Linked DNA regions of Sus scrofa: regions 2 and 3 are each linked to region 1. The links are chromatin contacts, called in public HiChIP or PLAC-seq and promoter capture Hi-C maps. All regions are on one chromosome and are shown on one strand. Each heading gives the region's core, a stretch centred on a gene start, on an enhancer-like site or on the middle of the called end of the contact. The rest is flanking DNA. Distances are from core to core; before and after follow the strand shown. Region 1 holds the start of FXYD7 (FXYD domain-containing ion transport regulator 7). Region 2 holds the start of LSR (lipolysis-stimulated lipoprotein receptor). Region 3 holds the start of LOC102159288 (basic proline-rich protein-like).

The links. Promoter capture Hi-C pulls out the DNA fragments that hold promoters and counts their contacts. HiChIP or PLAC-seq counts read pairs in DNA pulled down with a chosen protein or histone mark.
Region 2: a contact with region 1 is called in a promoter capture Hi-C map of liver, with 10 times the contacts expected there. The contact joins the promoter of LSR here to the promoter of FXYD7 in region 1. A contact is called at or near these places in 1 of 5 promoter capture datasets (liver), 2 of 47 Hi-C or Micro-C datasets (epiblast stem cells and liver) and 1 of 2 datasets of contacts at active chromatin or transcription factors (skeletal muscle).
Region 3: a contact with region 1 is called in an H3K27ac HiChIP or PLAC-seq map of skeletal muscle. The contact joins the promoter of LOC102159288 here to the promoter of FXYD7 in region 1. A contact is called at or near these places in 3 of 47 Hi-C or Micro-C datasets (heart right ventricle, liver and skeletal muscle) and 2 of 2 datasets of contacts at active chromatin or transcription factors (alveolar macrophages and skeletal muscle).

Annotation. Positions count from the first base shown.
Region 1 is chr6:44,666,465-44,670,023 of Sscrofa11.1, reverse strand. FXYD7 (FXYD domain-containing ion transport regulator 7) reads right to left here and starts at 1,433. Exons shown (of 12, transcript XM_021097203.1): 1 at 1,377-1,433; 2 at 920-984; 3 at 386-418.
Region 2 is chr6:44,757,669-44,760,964 of Sscrofa11.1, reverse strand. It overlaps LSR (lipolysis-stimulated lipoprotein receptor), which reads right to left and starts at 1,874. Exons shown (of 11, transcript XM_021097147.1): 1 at 1,443-1,874; 2 at 1-248. The coding sequence starts at 1,551. It overlaps FAM187B (protein FAM187B), which reads left to right and starts at 1,502. Exons shown (of 4, transcript XR_002345316.1): 1 at 1,502-1,592; 2 at 1,706-1,833.
Region 3 is chr6:44,571,883-44,575,462 of Sscrofa11.1, reverse strand. It overlaps LOC102159288 (basic proline-rich protein-like), which reads left to right and starts at 1,411. Exons shown (of 4, transcript XR_001309060.2): 1 at 1,411-1,773; 2 at 2,368-2,694. It overlaps GRAMD1A (GRAM domain-containing protein 1A), which reads right to left and starts at 1,574. Exons shown (of 23, transcript XM_005664473.3): 1 at 1,408-1,574. The coding sequence starts at 1,415.

The sequences.
Region 1 (3,559 bases), core at 184-2,683:
GAGGTGGGCAGGGCAAGGAGGAGGGAGGAAAACAAGGGAGATGGGGAGGGTGATGGAAAGGATGAGGGGGGCAGGAAGAGGAGAAAGCCAGGAGGAAGTGGAGGCTGGGCCATGGGATACTGAGAGGGGAAAGGAGAAAGAGAATAGAGAGACAGAGAGACAGGGACTCACTGAGAGACAGAGAGAAACAGCCAAAGAGATCAAGATAGAGCCAGATCATGAGAAAGAGAGAGAATGAGAATGACAGAGGGATAAACACTGAGAGTCTAGAGACAGGTGGAGACAGAAACAGAGAGAGATGGGGGAGGAGAGGACAGGCTAACTCAGCCCAGCCCCCCACCCCCACCAGCCAGCTCCCCAAGAAAGAGGCCCCTCCCTCCCTCACCATAGGTGAATGGGTCGTGTTCCTGTGGAGCTTCTGGAAAGAGAGAAAGACATCAGAGGTGGATGCTCCCTGGGATCCTGGACAGGGAGGGGCGTAACGAGGTCCTTTTGGGGGTTCGCATTTCTGGGCTGAGAGTCTGGGGACTGTTGGACTCTGAGCAGGCCGCGCCCCCCCCACCCCCACCCCCGGCTCTGGGTCTCAGCCACCCCTCTGCACTGTCCTGGGCAGGCAGGGCAGGGCAGGGCCATGTAACTGCCTCAGCTCCCATCTCATTACAGGTTGTCCATCGACTGACTCCATCGTTCACGGAAGCCCGCCTCCATCCCACCCTCCATTTTTGCCTGACCTGGGGCATCTTCTCCCCTCCCCCACACACCAGCCTGTGACTGGACCCCATGTGAGACCCCCAATTTCCTGGCTCCCAACGGACTTAGAGTAGACCGAGTCTCCAACTTAGTTCTCTCGCAGGCTTTCCCCCTACGCTTGCCACCCTTGGGGCTGAGGTGAGTGGTGGGCTGCCTCCCGCAGACTCACCTGCGTTGACCACGGTGAGGATCCCGACCCAGAGAACCAAGATGTGGCTGAGAGATGCCATTGTCCTGGGGAGCACCAAGGGTCAGGAAGTGTGTACCCTTGTTCCCCTACCACTGGGGCCTGAACCCAAGGGGTTAAGATACAGTCCAGAGACTTAATTCCAAAAGCATCCATCTAGCTTGGTCGCCCTGGGAAACAAGGCACCCCCTGCTTCACCAGGACACAGTCTCACCCAAACATCCCACCCAATGGGGGGGGTCATATGGCAGCAAGGACAAGGACCAGGCAGGGGGGACACACAAAATCCACAGGGACCTCCCGAAGGCCCGGGCTTCCCCCACAGCAGGCCCCAGATTCCCCACACCTACTCCGGTGGTGGAGGTGCCTCACCCCACCCTGGCAGAGAGACGGCCAGCCTGCCAGAGCCCAGACAGCCAGGACACACCCAAGGACCCACCTGCTTGCACAAAACTGCCTCGCTGTGTCTGAAAGATCCCAGCTCTCCTGCCCTCGGCCACTGGCCCACTCTCTGCCTGACCCTGGGTATAAATATCTCCCACTTCACCCTGGAGGAATTTGCCTCGCACAGGCCACCATGGCAACAGCTTTCCTACCCCCCCTCCTGCCTCGGGGGTCATTGCCGGGGTGAGGCCTGGCTGCCACAACGCCACAGGCTGCCCCCGTGGGAAAGGCCACCTCTTCTCCTCTCCTGGAAGTGAGGAGAACGGGGAAAAAAATCCCCTTTGCCTGTCTCTGGGTGACATCTTTCAACAGTGGACAACACCAGGCGAGTGACAGGAGGCCCAGGCCAGCAGGGCTGAGAGACCCAAGGCAGATGCCTGGGGCCGGGGCGCACTCACGCATACATGCACGCGCGCACAGTGGGGCTGGAGTGGAGACAACACCCACTCCCCAAACTTCTGGTTGGAGCAGGACTCAGGGTGGAGCCACAGGCACACAGTACTCCTCATCTGGGCCTCCCGGGGCCCCCAAACAAGGACGCAGCCCGAGCTACACACGTGAGTGTCCAAACCGCACACCCAGCCAGGGTGCACACGCAGCCACAGGCGAAAGGAGGAGCTGCACCCACACTCCCACCCCTGGGGGAGCCCCAACGACCCAAACACACACCCTTCCTCTTGGGTCTGGCCTGCCTGGGCGCCACTTCTGCTCCCAAAATAGGCTCCCGGCCAGGCCAGGGGTGAGGCCTGGAGGGGAGGGGGGGACGCTCACCCCAGTCAGGCTGTCCCCTGCTGGAAGAAGGCCCCCAAACGGCCGGCTGGACCCCCTGGCCCTGAGCTGGACGCGCCGCCCTCAGCGGTGTCCCCTCCCAGCCCCACCCCACCCCTCCCCTCCCCAGCCAGCAGCTGTAACTGGAGCCGGGCTGGAGGGGGGCCAGGGGGCGGCCCCCAGCCCAGACCGCCCTGGCCCGCTAGGTTAACTCTCTCAGCTCAGACGGAGGAACGGAGGAACGGAGCGGCAGCCGCCCGCCTTGGGGCAAAGCTGGGGAAAGGAGGTGCCTGCGGGGAGGGCTGGACTGCAGGCGCACGCACACACACTCGCACACACACTCACACACACGCTCACACCAGTCTGAGCACACCTCAGAGAGCTTAGGAGCTGGGGAGGGAGGGTGCACGTCAATGATTTTCTGCACTGTTCCCTGGAGACGGGCCCAGCCAGGGCTTAAGGTCGCCCAGCCCGAGAGCCTAGGAGTCCACCGACCCCTGATCCCAGGGTTCTGCGGACCCTTGTCAGCAGCACAAGGCCGTTCAGAGGGGCATTTCAGTGTGGGCATTTGTTGTCTGCTGCTGACTGTGAAGGCCCCGGAGTTGTATGCCACACACACACACACACACACACACACAGAAACCCAAAGACCCAGAAACACAGGCGCAAAACATGACAGATACATGTATGCACATACGTACAAACTCAGAATAACCCCCCCATAGAGAAATCCAAAGACACACATATACCAGCAATTCTTATACCTGTCACAAAACACCAGGATAAACGCATTTGTGTACACACACAACACTCACATATTCATTCAGCTGGATGCCTGTACAGAAACACGATCAAAGACACAGCCACATAACTGTCCACTCTTAGAAAGAGTCACAAAGATACATACCCTCGTGAGGACAATACTAACATCTATACAGAAACCGACACACACACACACTACACTTAAATACATTCAAAGGCATAGACACAGCCAGCACTGTTGCACAATCTCAGCCAAGTAAAGACACACAGACTGTATATTATTTTTCCAGACACACACACACACACACACACATTTGTGTGGGCTCACAGAGAAGCCGAAACACTGTCAAAACACAGCCATCCAAACATCCAACCACACTATGGTTTCATAACCACACACACACACACACACACACACACACACACGCTAGTGTCACACCCTCATGCACAGGCAAAGAGGCACACAGCTGGCCACGGACTTGCAGTCATAGGCCTACACATTGTATCCACACTGACACCACCAAACATGCTGATGTGTTTGGCCCATAATCTCCCCATCCTTGAGCCCATGTGGCCCCCAGAACCCCCTGGAGGACAATACACCTAGCGTCCTCATGGGTGGCCGAGGTTCACAGGTACAGGTGACAG
Region 2 (3,296 bases), core at 625-3,124, 90 kb before region 1:
CTGGCATTCCACGTAGGGGTTGTAGCCCGGGTTACCAGCCGCCAGCTGGGCATTGAGCTGGTTGTCGACACTGGCAGGGGAGAAGGCATCGGCGATGCGGTCCCGGCAGAAAGACTTGTACTTCCAGATCACGATGGGTGCCGTGGGGGTCGTGGTCGACTGGTAGGTGCAGGGCAGGGTCACGGGTTGGAAGAGGATCACCACGTGGTAGGGGTTGGACACCGTGACCTGGATGGCGCTGGCAGGGGCTGAGGACAAGAAGGGAGTCAGCAAGGCACCGCTGTGAGCCCAAGGAAATTCTGCAGCATGAAGGAGCACCATCACTTGTCACCAGCCTGACATTTACCAGTTTTACACAGCGCCTGGCACACATTGTTCCTTAATCCCCAGGACCGGTGAGCGAGCTCCAATAATTATGCCTATTTTATAAACCCAGGGGGCTGAAGCGGCCAGTGCAAGGTCACTTAGCCAGATTCCTTGGGACTTTCTGTCCATCCCTCTTCCCAGAGTGTGGCCTCTCAACTGCCCTGGCCCCTTCCTCCCTTGGCCATTCTCTCATGGAAAGGGCCTCTCTGTGGCCTGTACAGGCAAGCCCAAATGGCCCCCTACAAAGCCCAGTACTCAAGGCACCCCCTTCAAAAACACCCACCAAGCTTCCAAGTTAATTCAGGTTTTCTGAATGTGGGGGGTGGTGGGCATTTCAGAGCTGTTTGAACTGCTTTGCCACACGGTCGCTACAGCTCCCATAACGTCTCCAGCAGCCTCCCACCGCGCCCTACCCAAAGCCATCCCAAGTGAGTACACCAAAAGAGCCTGCCGAAAGGTAAAAGTCCTCCTGGTACCCCCATCCAAACAAACATCAGATCCAGGTGAAAGCTTGCCAGCTGACGATGGTTTCCAACCAAGTCCGTAGGTCCACTCCGCCAGACCCTTACCACACGGATACTTCGGAGCCCGCGGGACTCGGGTTGCGTTGGGGGGTGGGGAATTTCCAATACCGCACCCATCCGAGGCCTGGGCACTGTTTCTTGATCTCTCCCTCTAGGAATCGTCTGATCCAGCCTTCGAGTGTCCCCTCCCCATTACCCCACCACCTAGAAGTCTCGGCGTGTTACCAAGTCCTCATCCCAGTGATCGGGCGGTCCCTCTCCCCTACCCCACAAAGGGTCCCATTCTCCCTGCCGCTCCCGGGTTCGCCGTCCAGGGAGTTTCACTTCCTGCTATCTATGAGCAAGGGCGGGGGAGCGCTCTCAGGCATGAATAGAGAATTCCTCTCACTCTGGCACACAAGAAATCTCCAGAGACCTTGGGCACCAGGAGGTCTTAGTCTCCGTGTTCGCCCTCCCCCAGTCCTGCCTCCTGGGCGGTGTAGAACTCCATCCATCGCCCTTCTATAGCGCCCGCCCGCCGTTCCGCGGCAGCAGGGGACCCGCTCTCCGTACCTGTGCACAAGGTGCTGAGGAAAAGCCACACGAAGACGACCGCACCCCGGCCCGGGGTGGCCGAATGGGAGCCCAAAACCCCGCCGCGACGGCGGGCCGAAGGCGCCATCGCTGTGGTCTGGGCGCGTCCCGCCCGCGCTCCCGCTCCAGGTACCGAGAGGGTAGGGGGCGCGGCGCGCACCAAGGTTGGGAGGGGTGCCTGCTCCTCCCCTTCCCGCTTCCGTTTCTTGTCCCTATTCCAAGCCTACACTACCCTGTTCTAGGATTTTAACGAAAGGAAACACCGTGGACGAAAAGCACGCCTCCCGCTTTCTAGAAGAAACTTGCTTGACCCACTGTGGATCTCCGAGCCACTCCACCCCCCATGGCTCTGGGGAATGGATCGACCCAGGTACACAGGGTGAGAACCGAGGGCTGGGCTAATGGGGTGGGCGGCGAGGAGGGGCTCCTCCACCTCCCTCCCCGGAAGTGGGCTGACCCAGGTGCGCTCCAGCCCCCGAGGGTCGGGACCAAGTGACCAGCCCGCCGGGAGGGCGCCTGCAGACCAGGGTTCCCGTCTGGCCCCCTCCTGCTCGGGTCACACCGAGCGGAGCGTGAATCAGGCGAACCGAGACTCAATTGGGGTGATTCACCTGTTGAGGGAGGCGGGCCCCGCCGCGCACCTGTTCCCTCTCTGCCCACACCCCTCTCCTCGGCTGGCGATGGACCCGCCTAGGTCCACCCTGCGGGGAGGGGCGAGTCTGCGTGAGCTTTGGGCTGGAAAAGGCTAGTTCCTAGCGCCTGCCTTTTCCGCTAGCCCTGGGGGTTCCTCTCTTCTAGGTGGACGGAGGCGCTGCCGGACTGCCTTCCTCTTAGATAATATAAAGGAGCAAGCGAAGTTCTCGGAAAGGAAGCCTGCTCTCCCTTCCCCCGTTTTAGGGACGTCCGAAGGGAATCCAGCCTAGGGAAAGTTGGAATTCTACTTTGGAAATTTTCTCCGCCACCCTCCCCCCGATTCTTAACTCTTGGTTTGGCCCCGGGGCTTACCTCGCCCCAGGCCTGGCCTCCGGAAACTATGGCTCTTAAAGGGGCCGAGCGGAGGCGCGAGACTAGGGACGGGTTTCTGCCTAAGGATTCCTAGGGACGGGCCACCTGCGCCCAGGGCGGGGCAGGAGCGAGGCATGGCACCCGGAACCTGGGGCGCTCGGCGCGGCTCTGCTGCCTCCCGATGGTGGCTAGGGGAAGCGCGCCCTGGGGAACACAGCTGCTGAAGCGACTCCTTGGAGCTCGCAAACTGGTTCCTTGCTGGCGGGCTAGGTACCCAGGGATGTTTTGTTTGACCACATCCTGTTAAAATCCAAGTTGGATCACGACCCTCTGCTCAAAACCTTACCGTGTCTCCCCCTCCTAGCAGAAATTGACATAGAGTGGCCTGATTCCTTCCTGCTTCACCCCTCTCCGGCCAGCTCACCCAACTAGAGACACATTGGCCTCTTCAGCTTTCAAAATGTGCCTCCTACCCTCCCACTTCAGGCCCGTTGCCCCCACCATTGCCGCGGGGGTCGCCTCCACCTCCTTTAGAGCTTTTCTTAAAGGATCGCCTTTGCGGTGACACCTTCCCTGACCACTTTGTATAAAACTTCAATCGGGTTGCATCCCTCCCTCACTTCTCTTTGGTCTTTTATTGTGGTAAACAATATGTACCATAATTGTAATCATTTTAGCATTTGTAACGGTACGATTCCGTAGCATTAATGACGTTCGCATTGTTGTGTACTCATCATTACTGTTTATAATCTCTTTCATCATCCCCGAGGTAAACGCTGTACCAATTTAACAATTACTTCGCTCTGCCTTCAGCCCCTGGAAACCTCT
Region 3 (3,580 bases), core at 162-2,661, 95 kb after region 1:
CGGAACATGCTTTATAAACCATAACACGGGAGCAATGTCACTTATTATTGCTCCAAAGAGTCAAGGGTACACCCAAGGTCTCAGCAGGGAGGGTCCCAAGCCCACTAAGAGCCACAAGGGGTCTCTCTCTCTCTTACTTTGCACACACACAAAGCCCCAGAGGGTACCAGCTGCTCACATGGAAGCCCAGGCACACTCAACAATGTCACAAAGGGACACAGACAGGAACATTCACACAAAGATAGAATCAGAAGCAGATTATAGGCACAGCCCCAGGGGTTTCAATCATACCCACCAAGTCCTGGATGCACAAAGACACACACAAGTGACTTGGGTTTGCACACAGAGCTAATAGATGCAGAGGTAAATTACAGGCACACACAGAGCAGAGGGTCACAGCAGCAAACGCAGCCCCAGACACGTATGCACACATACACTATAAAGTCACAACTGAACACACAGGCAACTTACAGTGAGTGACACGTGGAACCACAGATGGAATCTGAGATAAATTCACACATTCACACATGCACACACGGCCAAGAAGGATCACAACCATCCTCACACTAGGAGACTTAGACATATGTTCACACATTCCAAAGTCACAATCAGACACGCATAGGTCTGACCAGATGAGCTACACTGCACACGGACATACAACCACAGGTCACAGCCACGCGGAGCCCCAGACACACACCATAGTCACAATCAGACACACACAGGGAGCTTACAGGAACACATGGAGCCACAATGGAATTGGAACTAAATCACACACAGAGCTAAAGAGGATCACAGCTGCCTGCTCGCTAGGACCTCAGATGGCATCCACACTTCCAAGACACCTACAACTGAAAACACTCTGGGCCCAGACAAGTAGGTCAATTCCCTACCCACGACCCCAGAGAATCTCAGGCACCAGGTCTGTGGCCACGCAGAAGGCCCCTCCCCAGCAGCTCCGAGACTCGCGACAGACAAGGATGGCCGGAGGGGGCCCAGACCCAGAGAGGCTGCCCCTGGGCCTGCCCGGCCTCCGGAGCCTGGAAGCCGGGGCCGGCGGGGACTTGTCTCTGCCCTGCCTCCACCGCAGGCCCGACGACCGGTCGGCCTCGCGCCCACCTCTCGCCTCCCAGGCAGGGACGAAGCAGGGCTGGGGGCGCTTCCCGCAGGCCGCACTCCCGGCAGGAAGAGACTTGGATCCCCGGTCCCAGCCCCGCCAGCCGGCGCATCGCGCCCGGGCAGTGACGTGCCGGCCTCCCAGCGGTCAGCGGCCGGCCCCCGAGCACACCCCTGCCCACCCCCTAAGCCTCCCTCCCCACGGCCGGCAGCGGTGCACAACTCCCGGACATCGGCTGCGGCCCCCCCACCCCGCCCAGCCCCCGCACCTCCCCCCCCCCCGGCGGTCCTTACTCGAACATGGATGCGGCGCGGCGGGCGCCCAGCCGCAGGGCAGGGCCGGGCCCGGCGGAGCGGGACTGGGCTGCGCTGGGCGTCCCCGCGGGGCAGGCGCCTCGCCCTGGTCGGCCGCCGCCCCCACCCGACCCGCGACCCGCGACCCGCCGCCCGCAGCCCCGCACAAAAGACCGGGGCCGCCGGAGGCCGCCGCAGCGTCAGCTCCCCCTTCCTCCCCGCCCCGTCGCGTCACCGCGCCGCCCCCCGCCCGCCCGCGGGAGGGAGGGGAGGGACCGGCCGAGGCGGGGAGGGGCGGCGGGGCCTAGCCGGAGAGTCCGGTACCGGGAGGGAGGAAGGGACCGAAGGGAGGCGGGAGAGCAGGAGGTGAGAGCCAGAGGGACACAGCCGGGGTTGGAGAGGTGGCCGAGGCGACGGAGGGACGGCAGGGACAGAGCGAGGCCCCCAGGGAGAGGGAGGCAGGAGGAGGATCAGAGATGGAGGGACCGGGCGCTGGGGCAGGAAGAGACACACATTGAGAGGGGAGGCTGGGATGCCAGAGACCCGGAGAGAACAAGAGAGAGGAAGAGAAAAAGAGAGACAGCGGATCTAAGGAGAGAGATGAGAAATGGACCCGGGGCGGAGGGGCACAAGGCGGGGGCGCAGAAAGAGGACAACACAGACTTAATTAAAACAAAACATCGCCATGGCAGCTAGCTGTCCGCCCAGGCCCTTCCCGCTCCCCTGGTACCCGGAAAAGGGTCCTCTGGCCCCTGTTGAGACTGGCTGGGCGCTCTCGGCATCCCCACCCCCCACCCCGGGGGGAACCTGAGAGGTGGGGCGGAGCTGGGGGTGGGATGGAGATTGGGGAAACGGAGGTGTTGGGGCTGTGGGTACCTGGGGAACCGCAGCTGGCGGGAAGTGGGCGGGACCCTAAGACGCCTCCCTCTCCTCATCTCTGAGGCCCTGCTGTCCTCTCAGGGAGGCCCAGCGCCTCGATCTCTGGGGACCCCCTCTTGGGCCCAGCCTAAGTTAAAATCCAGCCTTCCTGGCCCTTATCTGTGCTGTGACGTCGGGCAAGTCCTGCAAATCCCACTAACTCTGTGGTCAGAGCTCTCCCACCTGACAGTGGGGGTCAGGGGCAGCCCTGTTACAGAAAAGGAAGCCGGGCCTCAAAGCTGGGAAGTAACTCACCACTGAGGTCACGTTGCTGGACGTCAAATGGACGCAACCCTCCTTTGATGCCATGAGCTGCGCCTGTCTGGCAGTGGCCGCCTGAGTCTGCAGTGTCCTGGACTCCTTGTGCCTGTGAGTGAGTCCTGCCCCACAGCTCCTGAGCACAGGTGCCCCTGCATGGAGCCTTCTCACCACCCCTCTCCAGACAGGCTGTTCCTGCCTCTTGGAAAACCTCCATTCCCACAGCTCTCCCACCCTTACACCCCCTCCCTTCCCCCCAAACCCACCAGCTTCTCCTTTTTGGTGGACAGCAGGCCCCAAACTTCAGCTCTTCTTGACCTTCTCTTTCCCTCACACCCACATCCAGTCTCTCAGAAACCCAGTGGGCTGAGCCCACAAAATCTATGCAGAATGGAAGCCCTCCTCCCCCATCGCCCCCAGCCTGGCCCAGCCTCCATCCCCTCCTGGACCATCACACTGCCTCCTCCCTGGTCTCCCTGCTTCAGTCCAGGCCTCCTACAGTCTGCTTCCCACACACAGCCCCAGGGAGTCCGTGAAATGGTGTCAGGTCAGGGCCCTCCTGGCCAGCTCTCTCCTGGGACTCCATGTCCCTCCAGCTAGAAGGAAAGTCCTCCTCTTAGTGTCAAGGCCCTGCTCTAACTTCTTCAGCCCACTCTCACTTCTCTCGACCACTGCCTCTAGCTACCCTGCTGGTCCTCTAACTCCTCCGACACATTCCTGCCCCTGGGCCTTTGTACTGGCTCTCCCTCTGCAGGGACGCTCTTCCCCCAGTTCTTCCTGTGACTGCCATTTACCCTCAGTTATCTCAGGGGGATCTCAGAGAGGCCCTCCTTCCACCATCTCCCTGTCTCACTGCACTCTCTCTTTGCCTGTTTCTTCTCTGGATGTACTTTAAAATGTCTAATTAGGAAAAATTTATTTCAAACAGGAAAAAGTACAACAGTTCCCCCCAGCCATATTGAATAGATGTGGACCTTTTGGCATTCTTGCTTCAGGT